3 separate regions of the Mus musculus genome follow, and regions 2 and 3 are each linked to region 1. A link is a contact called in public promoter capture Hi-C data. All regions are on one chromosome and are shown on one strand. The core of a region is the stretch at or near the end of the contact, and the rest is flanking DNA. Distances in the headings are between cores, read along the strand shown.

Evidence for each region. Capture Hi-C pulls out chosen DNA fragments and counts their contacts.
Region 2: a promoter capture Hi-C map of adipose tissue shows a contact between it and region 1. The contact joins the promoter of Jpt2 here to the promoter of Telo2 in region 1. A contact is called at or near these places in 7 of 39 promoter capture datasets (the C10 cell line, cranial neural crest, frontonasal cranial neural crest and 4 more), 6 of 484 Hi-C or Micro-C datasets (embryonic stem cells, group 2 innate lymphoid cells, natural killer cells and 2 more), 3 of 115 datasets of contacts at active chromatin or transcription factors (embryonic stem cells and extraembryonic endoderm stem cells) and 4 of 9 other capture datasets (adipose tissue, embryonic stem cells, liver and 1 more).
Region 3: a contact with region 1 is called in a promoter capture Hi-C map of pancreatic islet. The contact joins the promoter of Igfals here to the promoter of Telo2 in region 1. A contact is called at or near these places in 4 of 39 promoter capture datasets (cranial neural crest, macrophages, maxillary cranial neural crest and 1 more), 2 of 484 Hi-C or Micro-C datasets (CD8 central memory T cells and Sertoli cells), 4 of 115 datasets of contacts at active chromatin or transcription factors (embryonic forebrain, embryonic stem cells and pancreatic cancer cells) and 3 of 9 other capture datasets (adipose tissue, liver and pancreatic islet).

The regions. Positions count from the first base shown.
Region 1 is chr17:25,113,393-25,117,822 of GRCm38.p6, reverse strand. It overlaps Telo2 (telomere maintenance 2), which reads left to right and starts at 1,856. Exons shown (of 21, transcript NM_001163661.1): 1 at 1,856-2,410; 2 at 2,538-2,886. The coding sequence starts at 2,552.
Region 2 is chr17:24,958,541-24,963,149 of GRCm38.p6, reverse strand. It overlaps Jpt2 (Jupiter microtubule associated homolog 2), which reads left to right and starts at 2,527. Exons shown (of 5, transcript NM_198937.2): 1 at 2,527-2,582. The coding sequence starts at 2,539. It overlaps Cramp1l (cramped chromatin regulator homolog 1), which reads left to right. Exons shown (of 21, transcript NM_020608.3): 21 at 1-1,924.
Region 3 is chr17:24,877,390-24,882,313 of GRCm38.p6, reverse strand. It overlaps Igfals (insulin-like growth factor binding protein, acid labile subunit), which reads right to left and starts at 3,567. Exons shown (of 2, transcript NM_008340.4): 1 at 3,490-3,567; 2 at 303-2,361. The coding sequence starts at 3,505. The coding sequence ends at 566. Gm41549 (a long non-coding RNA gene) reads left to right here and starts at 4,245. Exons shown (of 3, transcript XR_876682.3): 1 at 4,245-4,318.

The DNA.
Region 1 (4,430 bases), core at 607-3,106:
GACTGGATCCTCCTAACACCCCTTTGTTCTAAAACAAATAAGGACACCCATCTCCGCCTGAACACTGGCCAGGGGCTAAGCACTGTTAACATTTATTATTGTAAGCACTCTGGTATTCATTTCCAGAAAAATAAGCAAAAATATTGGGTGCTGAGGTGACACGAGCTCTTAACTAGCAACTGCTAGGTTTTCCATTCTGGATGGCTTTAGCAAAAGAATTGCCAGTCAACAACTCCTGGCCTGCCCTAATGCCAGCTCTGACTATCCAGGAAACTCTGAGGGCCTTGAGAAAACTACAAGGTTGCAAATTGCTTCAGGTCTGGAAGATACAGCCCCAAGGCTTTTTGCAACCATTTCGACCAGGTTGAGAAGAACACGTCCTCTGGTGGCCTAGCTGAGGAACTACAGAGGCTGGTGCAAAGACTGTTAGCAGAGGAAGTGCCCCTTTTCAGGATTTGAAGGCAGCCGCTTTGACTCCCTCTGGGAGAGACTTTCCTCATCTCCTCCCTTTTGTTGCAGCTTTAGGTACAGTAAAAGGCTCCTCTCCAGGGTTTGCTTGCCTACTCTCAGTAATGTGGGCTAAGCTGTTATCATGAAAAAAAAAGAGGTGGCAGAGACAGCTGAGCAATTGGCAGGCCAAGCTACAAAAGGGACAGGACAGTCAGTTTTGTCATAGCTGAGGAAGCAGTAGCCAAGGCATCAGGGGAGTGCAGAAACTGAGACTGAATGAGGATAATTGACTAAACCAGAGAAGAGATGGCATAGCCTTGGATGCCAGATGAGTTCCAGAGAGCCAAGAGGTCTCAACCCTAGGCCAAGAATTTTAACACTGGCTGTCATTAAGAGCGAAGGTCTACACAAAAATTGTAAAGCTGTAGGGCTGAAGAGTCCCTACAATCACCAAATCTGCTTAGTGGAAGCTGCACCAGCCACAGGAAAGAGCCAAGGATTCCTGACCTACGTAAGAGCTAGAATACTTTTAGGGCTAAGGGTCCCAATGCCTCCAGTCCCCTAATACTAGGGGAGTCATCTGCCATCTCTCACTGAGGCCAAACATGGAGAAAAAAAAAAAAAAAAGAAAGCTACCATTTGAAGACCTTCTCTTTGACTAACCCCAGTTTTTATTTGTGTAGAGATCCTGGCTGGCTGATCGGTAACACTTCCATGGATGCTGGGAACTGAACTTGGGACCTTGGCAAGAGCCACACGTAATTTAACCTCTAAGATAATCGCTCTGGCCCCTGGTATGCTCTGCTAACTGCTAAGCCTTGAGTGGGCTCATTTCCTGCTCAGGAAGGGTAATTTTGCTTGATGATGTTGAATGAATACAGCTTGCTCAGATTTCCACCCACACCCAGTTCCGCTGAAATGTTGCTCCCTCAATGTATCTTCCAGATCAGGATGGTCAAGAAAAGTTCTGCCATGATGGAATGTTTCACACTGCTAAGTTCAGACGACAGTCAGGATCCCTGGGTGTTTACTCAGCTAGTGGTGTTTCATTTAGGGCAGTTTAGACGCAGTTTGCGTGTTCGCAGTAAACGTGCACCCTTGTGTACCACCAAATACATCAGCGCATCCGCATTACAACTTGGCCATATCCGCTGTTCCTGGCTTCCTTATTCTGTTTCCCTCAGGGCGCCTAGAGAGTTGATTAGTGCTCTAGAGTGGAAAGTCATCCGACCCAAGGCAGCATAGTGGGGTAATGTGCTGGGGAAAGTCTCTCCAGAATTAAGGAAAACAGAGACAGCAGTCACCAGGGGACCAATAGAGCGGACACGCCTACCGGAGTCCTGCCCTCAGGCCTTGCCCACCGTAGGCTCTTAGGCCACGCCTCTTCCTCCTCTTGCGCAGGCGCAGATGCTGCGGTCATCAGCGCGTTGGCGCGCCGCTGATTCGTCCCTAGCCACGCGTTTGTATCAGCCCCAGAAATTCTAAATATCCGTGCAGGTTTCACGTGAGCTCTGCGACTCGAATTCACAGCTGCCCTCAGCTGACACTGAATCTGGCGCGTGGTCCTGGTGCCGTGGCGAATCAGCGGCGCGCAAGAGGGAGCATGTGGCCTCGGCTCTGAAGCATGCTGGCCAGAGGAACCCTGTAGGAGTGGTTGGTCCAGTCGGGGCTGCAGTGTCCTGCCTTGCAGCATGGCCAGTTCCCATACGAGCCGAAGGCCTCGTGTTTAGGGGGCTGGGTGCTAACCTGGAGCTGCAGACGGAGGAGGAGTTTTAGTTATTGCACCCTGGCAAGCCACTCACTCATCCAACTATCAGTGGGTTTGACAGAGGAGACAGCCACAGTGCACCGGTGCAGTCCGGGACTGAAGCTCTGTCAGATCATCGGGCAGGCGGGAAACCCGGAAGAAGGACGGGAGAGCGTGAGTGAGATTGTGAGTGAAGCGCCTGGAAGCGCAGAAGTAAGTGCGTGTGTGTAGGGGGGTGGGGCCTGAGATTTGGAACCGGCCCAACTGTTTCCTCCCTTAACATCGTGGGTGCCATGGGAAGAATTCTTGACACTCTAACATGCTTTTCTCGGACCCTCAGCCCTGTTCTGCAGGATGGACCCAGCCCTGTCTGCTGTCCGGCTCACCGTCCAGGAAGCCATTCACATCCTTTCATCCTCAGAGGATGCTGGCCATATCCTTTCTACCCTGGGGACTCTGAAACGATACCTCGGTGGAACCGAGGATCCAGTTCTTCCTGAGGAGAAGGAGGAGTTTGCCACTGTCCACTTCTCAGCCGTCCTTAGATGTCTGGTCAGCAAGCTGAGCCCAGGTTGGCTGGAGCTGTCCCCCGGTGGCCAGCTGGAGCGGCTTTGGGAGAGCTTCTTCCTGGATGGCCCTCCAGACCAAGCCTTCCTGGTGCTGATGGAAGCCATTGAGAGCACTGCTGGGTGAGCAGTTAGTGAGCAACAGGGCGCCCAAGTTCTGAGAAGGTTCCCAACACCTTAAAACTGTAAGGGGAAGGACCCTGCATCTTAGCCTGGCCTCACTCCTTCTTGTTGAAGGCTGGGAGGAAGAATAGGGTTCCTTGCAGATCAGCACTCAGAGAGTCTCCACTGTCCCTAGCTGATGCCCTAAAGGTCACTTGTTGTCTTCTACTGGGCCCATTCTTTATTCTGTGGCACTTTCAGGATCATCAGGACATTTCAGGGTTTTTTTGTTTGTTTGTTTGTTTGTTTTTGTTTTTCGAGACAGGTTTCTCTGTGTAGCCCTGGCTGTCCTGGAACTCACTCTGTAGACCAGGCTGGTCTCGAACTCAGAAATCCACCTGGCTCTGCCTCCCAAGTGCTGGGATTAAAGGCGTGTGCCACCACCGCCCGGCTAACATGTCAGGTTTTAAATGTTTATCTACCACATTGCTGCTATGGATCCCTGTGTACCCAGGTCCCACATCCGGTTGAATGGCAGTCCTTGGAAGGATCTGTGGCTGTGAGAAGCTGGGGTTTTATAAACTGCTGGGGTGTGGGGGTGGAGAGATGGTTCAGTGCTTAAGAGCACTGGCTGCTTTCCCAGAGGACTGGGTTCAGTTCCCAGCACCCACATGGCTGCTCACAACTCAGTGCAACTCCAGTTCCAGAGGATCTGACACCCTGTTCTGATTTCATAGGTTCTTCGTGCATGTAGTATACAGGCAAAACACCCACACATAAAATATCAAAACTTAAAAAAAAAAAGAAAGAAAGAAAGAAAAGAAAAAGACTTGTGCCAACAGGCCAGAACAGGGGAAGGCCTGGTGTCTATCTGTGCAGGATCGGGGACATCCTATGAGTAACTGGCTGTTCAGCAGGGGAAGAGAAGAGCTTTCCAGCTGATAGGCAAATGTAAATCCTTAGGAAGTAGTTGGGACTAATTCTTTCTTGTGTGTTTCGTTTTGTTTTTTGGTGCTTTTGACAGCTCTGGCTGTCCTGGCCTTGAACTCATAAAGATTCTCTACCCTCTGCCTCCAGAATGCCACCATGCTCAACTTCTTGGTTTTTGAAATGGGGTCTCTCATCTGTTGGAAGGTTGTCAGCTAGGTTAGGCTGTCTGGCCATGGAATCTCAGGCATTCACTTGCCTCTGTATACCTAGGGCTGGGACTTCATGATATTGTCACCTCACCTGGCTTTTTTGGGGGGGCTGTGGGGCTGAGAGAGTTGAGACAGGGTCTCAGCAAACAGCCCTGACTATCCCTGTAACTCACTGAATAGACTTGTAAGTCATGGAGACCCTCCTGCCTCTGCCTCCTGCATGCTGGTATTAAGCTGTGTGCTACTGTGCTTGTCTCCCCTGGCTCTGTTGTTATTGCTGCTGTTGTTTGAGACAGGGTTTCTCTTTGTGAACCTTACTGTCCTGGAACTTGCTCTGTGGAGCAGGCTGGCCTCGAACTCAAGACTCACCTGCCTCTGCTTTCTGAGTGCTGAGCATGCGCCACTACTGGATTTTTAAAACGTGGA
Region 2 (4,609 bases), core at 1,278-3,777, 160 kb after region 1:
ACCTCCTGAGTGCTGGGCTGAAAGTAATGTGCTACCACACCAAGCTTGGCAGGTCCTTGTAACTCCTAAAGCTGCCACCTCTGTTTTCCAGCTGTTCTAGCCTCCTTCCTTGCACAGTAGTACTTAAGATCATCCTAGGCCCTTACGTCTCTCTGTCTGCAATGAAGAAAGGGATGGGAATGTCCTTTTGGGACACTTGATCCAGTTGCCTCTCTGGCTACTACAAACCCTAGAGTGCAGGCTCTGCTCCAAAGACCGTATAGGGCTCTGGTACTGGTGAAGGATCTGTCCCAGATGCTGACATGCAGACCCCACATCTGGTAAGAGTCAGACTGTTAGATGAGAAGCGCAAGCATATGGTGCCGTCAAGAGACTGTGGTAAGGTAGCCAATGTGTCTCTACCCAGTTGTGTGCTTTCAGCAATGCCTTACTTAGCTGAAGGCATTTAGATCTTGGGACTGTAGCCTGTACCAGGCTAGGCTCAGGCCACTGCTAGCTGCTCTTCCTGTGTTTCAGGTAGACTCTCCCACAACATTAATAAGCATGGGTGCTTGTAGAATCCTGGTAACTGCGCATGTAGAACTAGGTAGTTGGGCTCTTAAGCTGGTTTCCATGAGGCAGTGAATGCTGTAGGCACATGTTAGTCTGTGCCGGCTAAAAGGAGTTGAGACGTCTTGAGGAGCAGAGACTACAGCCCTTGTCTCCCAGTAGCAAGCGGCATCAGATGGACTGGTGCGTTACTGTAAGGAAGCTGACAAGATTCCAGAAGGTTCTTCACCAGCCATACTGGTTTGCTCATCATCGCCACATTAAAGGACAAATGGTGGCATTTGTAGCAGAGAATCAGTGGATACAACGTCTCCCAGCGTAAGCAAATATCCATGCATAAAACCTGAAAACTGCTAAAGGTTAGAGTTTTTTAAAAAACAAAACAAAAACAGCAAGGCAGGCTCCTGGGTTCTACATCTTCCTTCTCTTCCTTCCATCAGTTTGGATGGTTGGCGTTCACTCGGGCTTCCTCTCCTCATTGGAACTTAGTGTGACTTACATGCGGTCATTCTTTGAGAAAATCTTTTGTTAATATTAATGTTTCTTAGACATGTTGATTCATCTTTTTAAAAGATGGGGAACCTGTATCTTTGGTGCTTGGCATGGATTGTGTCCTAGAGAAGATGCTCAGGCGAGCTGAAGTCCATAGATCCTGTCGGGCATAGTACTTGCTCAGGGAGTGGGACTTTGGGACATTTCATCTGTTGGTCAACCTTTTTTCCTACCCTCCTCTTCTTTTTCATTCCTTGTGATAGCCTCTGCTAGGGGAGGTGTCATTCAGTTCAATAGCATTTTTAACCAAACCATATTATTAGAAATGGTCAAAATAAGTTTAGAAGGAAATTGTTTTATGTACTTTAAAAACAAATCTCCCAGATGCATTCATGAGGAAATACCGTACTTTGTCTTAATTTAAAAAAAAAAAAAAAACACTTTAAAAAAGGAAAGAAACCCACAGTATACCTTTCCCAGAGGCTAGCCTGGTGTGGTCAGTCCAGTTTTGGAAGCACTGCCCCAGCCAGACCCTTATTCTTTCGTAAGATCACTGGCTGGAGGGGTGCCCCCAGCAGGCAGAGCTCAGTGCTGTTTGCTTTGATAATCGTTAAGCCATATCATCTGAGGTTTCCGGCTTGAGATGTGAATTTGTTTTATAGACTATAAATATACAGTGTATGTATAAAGCAGAATGCCTGTCCTTCTGATTATTTTTTGTACCATATTGTAAATTACATTATTTATTCTTTACCAATTTTTTGGGAATAAAAGGTGTTTTGGTTATTTAATAAACAAGAACTGTTAAAACTTCGGCTAAAATTTCCAGTTCGGCTTGTAAATGTTTTTATTGTGCATAAATACATACTAATACTTCATCTAATGTCTGTCTTTTGTGCCTGCTTTCAAAGCCAGTATGCTTAGGGTATTCCAACAGGCACAGTGTAATGAGATGAGCTCTAAGGCCTGGAGGTGCCCTGGAGGTGAGGGTGAGCAAACAGGTAGGCATCAGAGATTCAGCGATTGAGTGACCGCTGAATGCGGAATTCATTACAGAATTCGCTGCTTCTGTTATGGGTATGTTGTGCGCTTCCATGAACCTTTCCTCCCGAAGGTGCTGTAACCCCAAAGAAGCCTTCCGCTACCACCGGCCAGAAACTTCCTAGTGCCATCCAGCCCGGGATAGGTCGGCCAGAAAATGCGGATTCGCATGCGGAGGCGTGTTGGCTGGGGGTGGGGCGAGCTGTGAACCAATGCCCACGCCTGAGGCCATGAGAGGCGCCCCCTGCAGCCAATCGGCTGTAAGCGCGATGCGGGCCTCCAAGCCTCCCTCTCCTTGGGGGCGGGAGGGAGGAGTGGGGCACGACTCTACGATAGGCTGCAGAGACATGATTGGCGCGAGAGGCGTCCAACTGGCTTGGGCGGGTCAGGGTACCTGCGCGGGACCAAGCGGGAACCGCCGCGCGGCGGCTGTGAAAGCGCGGGGCGGCGGCCGACATGTTCCAGGGCGCGGACAGCCAAGCTGGCAAGTCGGGTTCCAGGTGCGCGGACCGGTGCTGGGGCCCGGGTGGGCGCATAGCCGCAGCCACGTGGCGGGCGGGAGACCCTACAAGTGCGGTGGGTGTGGCGCGGGGCTCCCCTGAGGATACTGTGCGCGCTCTCCCGCAGGGCCTTGCAGGAAGGCTGTGGGGTTAGAGCGGAGTGGAGACCGGGCGGCGGGATTAAGACACGTGGCTCTCCTGAAGTGCTTGCTCAGGACAGACGCTAGCCGGGCGCTCCGAGCTGTTTGCCGCTTCCTGAGCCCTTCCCTTGTCCAGTTTGGTTGGTCATGACGACCTTTGAATGTGGCTGAGTAGCGGCAGCGTTCTCAGACCCAACCCACGACCAGGTGTTTGTTGGATGCACTACTGACTGCTACACCCTGGGCGGGGACCTTCCCTACACAGTTTCCTCTAGGCTTTCTGTCTGATCTGCTTTGAGTTGATCAAATGAAACTGGTGTTCGAATGACTTTACGAGCTCCAGGAATTAATTGTTGAATAGGCGTCCATGGAGAGGATTTTAGGAAAAGGAGGAAATCCCCATTTGAGTTGATAAAATGAAACTGGTGTTCGAATGACTTTACGAGCTCCAGGAGTTAATTGTTGAGTAGGCGTCCATGGAGAGGAATTTAGGAAAAGGAGGAAATACCCACTTGATAGCGGGATGAGGGGGAAAGGGGAGCTACCTTAACTGGATAATGAAGCGCAATTGGAAGCCTCAGTCTGGGCCATATTAGATAGAAAGCGTGCTTTGGATGGCAACTTAGGCAGGTTGGAGAAGATAGCAGCACATAGTCCGACTGATTGCTACAAAGCCTGAGTCTGTAAGGTCTGTCTGTACTCCAGGGTTTCCTTTCGTCTAACCCTGTCTTTTGTCTCCTCAGCAGAGGGATTTTCTTGTGCTGGAGATGTTTGAACTGTAAAAGCGTTATGGTATTACTGTCATTCATCCACAAAAATTACTAACCATGAAGAACACGTCACCCCCCACCCGGTCTATTTCTCATGGCTTTGTCCCAGATTTTCTCATTAGTTCCTAGTTCTTATGAAACTCATCATTCCAGGGAGGCCTGGGAGCGCTGACAACCGTCGATATTTTCTTTCTCTCCAGTGCCATAGTTCATTTGAACTCTGGCTTTTCATCTTTGCCTATATCCCTTATATTTTCTCGATAACTTGAGTATTTCTACTGAAACATTTAAAGGGTACTACAAAAGGAAAAAGTAATTGGAATTATGGATTTGGTCCTAAAGTCTGAGTTGACTAATCTGGCCCTAGAACCTTCCACTCCACTGGTGTTACTGTGATTAATGGCTGCTAGTGGCTTCCAGAAGGCCACACTGTGCCATTGTTCTGGGCCCTATTTGTTGAAAGGCCCATTTGTGAGACCCTGCAGGGGCAACCTTAAGACTTGCATTGCTGCTGTAGGCTTTGAAGCTTGTGCTTGCTCCATTGTCTTTGAGATGGAGGTGGACACTGCTCTTGCCCAAGTGGCTCATTATTTTAGTACACAAAGCAATACTAAATCCTTACTTTCAATACCCATATTAAGTTCAAAAGCTAGTTCCTATATTCCCGTAACAGACTCAATTTGGGCCTCATCTCTGGAGATGGTTTTGAGGCTCCTGCTTCTGTTGTATCACATACATGGAACACATACCATTGACACACACGTCTGGCTGTCGGTATCTTGTGTCTGAATAACCACAGAGTGACTGGGAAGGTGAGAGTGTAGAGTGAGGGTCTGCCGGGGTCAAACCTCCACAGGGTAGGATGCTGGTGGCTTCATGTAAAATGAGATTATTAAAATAAAGCTAGGAGTATTCACACTTGTAATCCTAGCACTCGGGACATGGAGGTAGAGAATATGAGTTCAGGGTTGTCACTCACTACATAGTGAATTTGAGCACTTCAAGATCCTGACTCAGCTCTTTCCAACCCCCAATAAGAAAATAAATGGCTGGGCAGTGGTGGCGCATGCCTTTAATCCCAGCACTTGGGAGGAAGAGGCAGGTGGATTTCTGAGTT
Region 3 (4,924 bases), core at 2,318-4,817, 240 kb after region 1:
GTGAGCAGGTGGTGACCTCACACCTGGGTGCTGATGACTTGGGCCCTGGACACCTGCAGGAACCCAACCTGGCCCCAGTGTAGTGCCCTGAGCAGGGATGCAGGGCCTGGAGGGAGCGGGGGAGAGGGTCCTAAGAAGCCCAAGAGGAAATGGGCCAGATCCGGTGCAAAAGAAGTGGGACACGTGTTCTCCACACCAGCAAGGCTCAGACTGGGCCTTGACTGCAGAACTAAGACAAGAGACGTGGGGCAGGGACAGAGGACAGGGAGACCTTGCCCAAGTTCACACTCTAGGTCACAAGCTATGCTTCAGATTTGCTTTAATTGTTGCCAGCAGGGTGTGCTGCTGAGCACCTCCCCTCCTTTGGGCCCTCGGGCACTTGGCCTGTGCCCACCCTATTTAGGCCACATCGCTTCCGGTACTGCCCTGCATCCAGGAAGTGAGCAGCCATGACCTATCCCCTTGAGATGGGTAAGTATTCCAGAGCCAGCTTATTCTGTAACAGTGAAACACTATCCTGGCCATAAGGCAGTGTTCAGCCAGACCAGGCCAGTAAGTAGCAGGGTCAGCAGTGCACAAAGAGTGTTTCACTGATGTCTCGAAGGTCGAGGCCTGAGACGTTGGCGGGGCCAGCACAAGTGATGTTGTTGTAAGTGTACACCGGCTGGCAGTCATCTCCCTCACAGACAGTCTGAACAAAGCGGGGGACAACACCAGGGTTCTGTAGGGCAAAGTCACGAAGCGCCTTGAGGGGACAACTGCAGTCCCAGGGGTTGGCATCGAGCCACAGGCGCTCCAGGCCAGGCTGCGGCACAAAAGTCTGCAAGGAGTTATTCCTGAGGTTGAGGTAGCGAAGCCGCCCCAGAGATGAGAAAAGGCCTTCAGCCGGGGTCTCGAGGCGGTTGTGTGAGAGGTCCAGCCAGAAGGCCCGCTGCAGAGGGCCCAGGACATCCTCAGAGAGCATTGTCAGTTGGTTGTTGGACAGAAGCAGATATTCCAGCTGGCCAAGGCCCTGGAAAAGCTGGCGGGGCAGATGCGTGAGCTGGTTGGCGGTAAGATCGAGTTCCAGGAGCTCTGAGAGCCCTGCCAGGCTCTGTTCTTCGATGCTGGAGATGCTGTTGTCCCGGAGGAAGAGCCTGCGCAGCCCTGAGAGGCCGGCGAAAGTGTGCAGGCGGATGCGGCCCAGGCAGCTGTGCTCCAGGTGCAAGCTGTGCAGCCTGCCCAGCCCTTGGAACACATGCTCGGGGAGGCTCCTCAGACAGTTGCCGGAGAGATTCATAACAGCCACGTTGAAGAGGCCAAAGAAGGCGCCCACCTTGACCTCATGGATCTGATTGTCATTGAGCGTCAGTACCTCCAGCTGCCCCAGGCCCTCAAACGTCTTCTCACCTAACTGCCTGATACGATTGTGGCCGAGCTGCAGTTCCTCCAGGAAGTGTAGATCTTTGAAAGTACGCGGCCGCAAGCTAGTGATGGCGTTGTGTGCCAGGCGCAGGACATGCAGACCCAGCAGGCCAGGGAAGGTGTCCTCCAGGAGGCCAGCCACACGGTTGTGTGACAGGTCCAGCCAACGCAGTGCCTTCATGCCCAGGAAGGCACGGGGGGCCACAGCTGTGATGAGGTTGCGGTCCAGGTAGAGCTTCTGCAGCCGGGGCAGATGTATAAAGACATTAGCTTTGACGCTGCGGAGAGCGTTCCTGCTCAGGTCCAGCTCCCGCAGCTCGCCCAAGCCACACAAGAGCGCAGGCTGCAGGTAAGTCAGTTTGTTGCCAGCAAGCACCAGCTCATGGAGGTTGCCCAGGCCCTGGAACACCGTGTCAGGCAGGACCACTAGGCTGTTCCAACCCAGGTTGAGGTCCCAAAGGTGACTGAGGCCCCGGAACAGCCCTTCTTCCAGCCGGCCCAGGAGGTTGTTGCCCAAACTGAGTGAAGCCAGACTTGGTGTGTGTCTGAACAAGCCTGCAGCTAGGCTCCGGAGCAGGTTCCGTTCCAGGTGCAGATGGTAGAGATTCTGCAGGCCCAGCAGTGCCTGTGGCTCCAGGCTCCTCAGCCAGCTGCCCTGCAGGTTGAGGAAGTCTAGGCTGGACAGGTTCTGGAAGGCCGCTGAGGGGATGGAGGACAGGTTGTTTCCGTCAAGCCACAGAGCCCTGGTGCTGACTGGGATGCTATCGGGCAGCTGAGTGAGGTTCCTTGAACTGCAAAAGACGCTGAGCTCATCTGTGTAGTCATCATAGCTGCAGGTACAGGTGACAGGGCACTGGGGGCCCTCGGCATCTGCTGATGCTCCAGGATCTGTCCCCTGCAGGTAACAGGGGCCCAGTGCCACCCAGAAAGCCAGAAGCACCACCAGGGCTGGGCTTCCTGTGGGGAGAAGGGTTGGCAAGGAGATGCCCCCAGGATATGAACCAAACCCTGGGCTTCCCTAACCCTCAGCCATTGTAAGAGATGGCATCCACCATCCCACTTTGATACTAAGCAAACACTGGTGACAGCCACGTCCTATCTTTTGAAGCCACTTCAATTTCCCAGACCCTGGAACCAGCAAGTGGTGATCCCCGTCGCACTGCAAGGGCACAGAGGGCCTGGGTCTCCCACATCACCCTGCTCTCCAGGCAACCTGGGCCCTGGCCACTAGGCAGGCTGTGTCCTCTAGGGTGTACAACAGCCAGGCTGAGAAACAGAATCGAAGTGCAGTCCAAGAGCTGACTCTTGCAGAATACTTGGGGATATAGACCCAGGTAGCATATTCATTTGTGGTCCTCAATGGCTAGGCAGCAAGCTGGGCATTCCCTGCCTGTTGGGCCCTCATATGGGTGAAGCGTGCCTTATTTGCTCCCCATTATATGAAGGCTATAACCCTTACTGGTAGAAGAGTGGGGGTCTAGAAAACCCCAACTGTCCATTCAACCAAGCGTCAAATCACATGAACCCAGCTAGCACCCCAACTTAATCTGCCTCGGGTGTATGCTGAGAACCCCAGATCAAGTTGGGAAGAACGACACTGTCCCGCACCTGCGCAGTTTGTATCTGGTGTGACTGTGTAACGGTGGTTTGGAAGTGGGGGAAGCCCTAGGCATTGTGGGAGCACACCAATGGCAGACGAGGAAGAAGACATTTTCCCGTTCACCCAGGGCCAGGCCCTTAAGAGAAACGGTAGCCAGAAGGATCTCGGGCTGTGTGCAGCATACCATCTCAGCAAGCTATGAGACCAGAATATGGGGAGCAATGAGCCCCATTTCTGCACCTTGCGCCCAGGGGTGAGGTACTTGTTTCTTCTGCCTACCCTGCCTTCATCTGGCCCTTTCCCACAGTGCCGCCACCAAGGGGGAAAGTAACCGAGACCCTCCGGTGCCAGGAATTGTATCCAAGACCCAACCCAGAATTCCCACCAGCCCACCCTGAGTTAAGCCTACTGCGGCTTCTCCCAGAGGGCTCTGGCTGAGGACCAGCTACCCTCAGAGCAAGTGGCAGGGGAGACGGATTCCTCACCTGTTCTCAGAGCCATTGTTCCTTGTACAGAGCTGGCCGCAGGCAGGCAGTGAGCAAGGGCCGTCTACAGCACAGGCTGCTGCCCAGTGGATTTCCCCACTGCCTGTAGCTGGCAGCCCTCAGCTGGCCCTGCCCCACACTCTGGCTCCTTTAACCCTCTAGGGCTGGGCAACAAGTCTCAACAGAAGCTCCTCTGGATGCGGGTGGTGCAGGGGAGGGGCACTTTGTCCGCCCCAAAGTCTCGGGGATTGGGGGGCGGGGGAGCAATTGAAAGCCACCTCTGCTGGTGTTGGAGGTAGAGGCTTGGTGGAGTAGACCTTCAGGATTGGTGCTCAAGGTAGGTGTAGGGGGGGCCCTGTCTCCCAGTAGGTTCAGCTAAGGTGAGGGAGCTCGGGGGTTCCTGGGAATTCCCCCCACTCACCTCTATACGGAGCAGATGGCTCTGTCAGGCTTAAACAGTTTGCCCTGTTTCCTAAGGCCTTGCCTATACTTCTCGAATGCTCTCTGACCTGGGGTTTCTTAGGCCTAAGTGGGCCCACCATTTGTGCCTCCCAGTCCAGGGGTTTGTCTAAGGCCCAGTCTCAGTCTTCCTGTGACCTCTAGGTCAGCTGACGGCTGGCTACCGCCCCTCCCCCAGGGCCTCTTCTAGGAACACCTGGCAGAGCCACCAGCTACCTCGTGTTTGCTCTCCCCAGCACAGTCCTCCTAGAAAAGGGTTGGCAGGAAGACAGTGGGGCACCGCAGCCTCAGGGGCAGAGCCAGTTTCTGCTGGCCTCCACAGTATGGAGGGCCTAACAACCTACTACTTCCTTGTGTACAAAGACCCCAGGTAAACATGCTGCCCCAGGGGGAGGCAGGAGGGCCATGTGTGGGGCCCTCAACCTGGCCCTGGCTCCACTCACCCTGCCGGAGCCACATCTCAGCTTCCTCCTCCAGGGCCTGAAACCTGTGACCTGACGGACACTCCAGCCAGTCCTGCCTGAGCTCTGTCCCTTTGCCCTGCCCGGGATGGGGGGAATGCACACGGGAGGGGCCAGGCAAGGCAGTGCTGGGTTTCAGAAAGAACAGCTTCTCAGGGGCTTGGGGGACATTGGGAGCCATCTCTAAGCAAGCAGAGGAAGTAGGCAGGTCTGGGAGGGTCAGGGGCTGTGGCTCCCACCATGCCTCCCCATGTCTAGGGCATTTTCCATGTTATTCCTCAGCCTCTTTTCTGAGAAATTATAGATCGGCAGGGAGGGAGTCTCCGCCCAGAGCCACAGAGCAGTTTACACAGCAAAAGTGCGGTCTCAGCAGAGCTGCGGGGCCAGTAGCCAGCCTCTGCTGAGAGCAGGGGCCAGCAGTGCCTGAGTCCCTGTGGGCCCTGCTGGACTAGGATCTCTTCCTGTCTCCAAGCCCTGCTTCATGTGGTGTGGAAGCCTTGCCAGGCTTGCTTCAC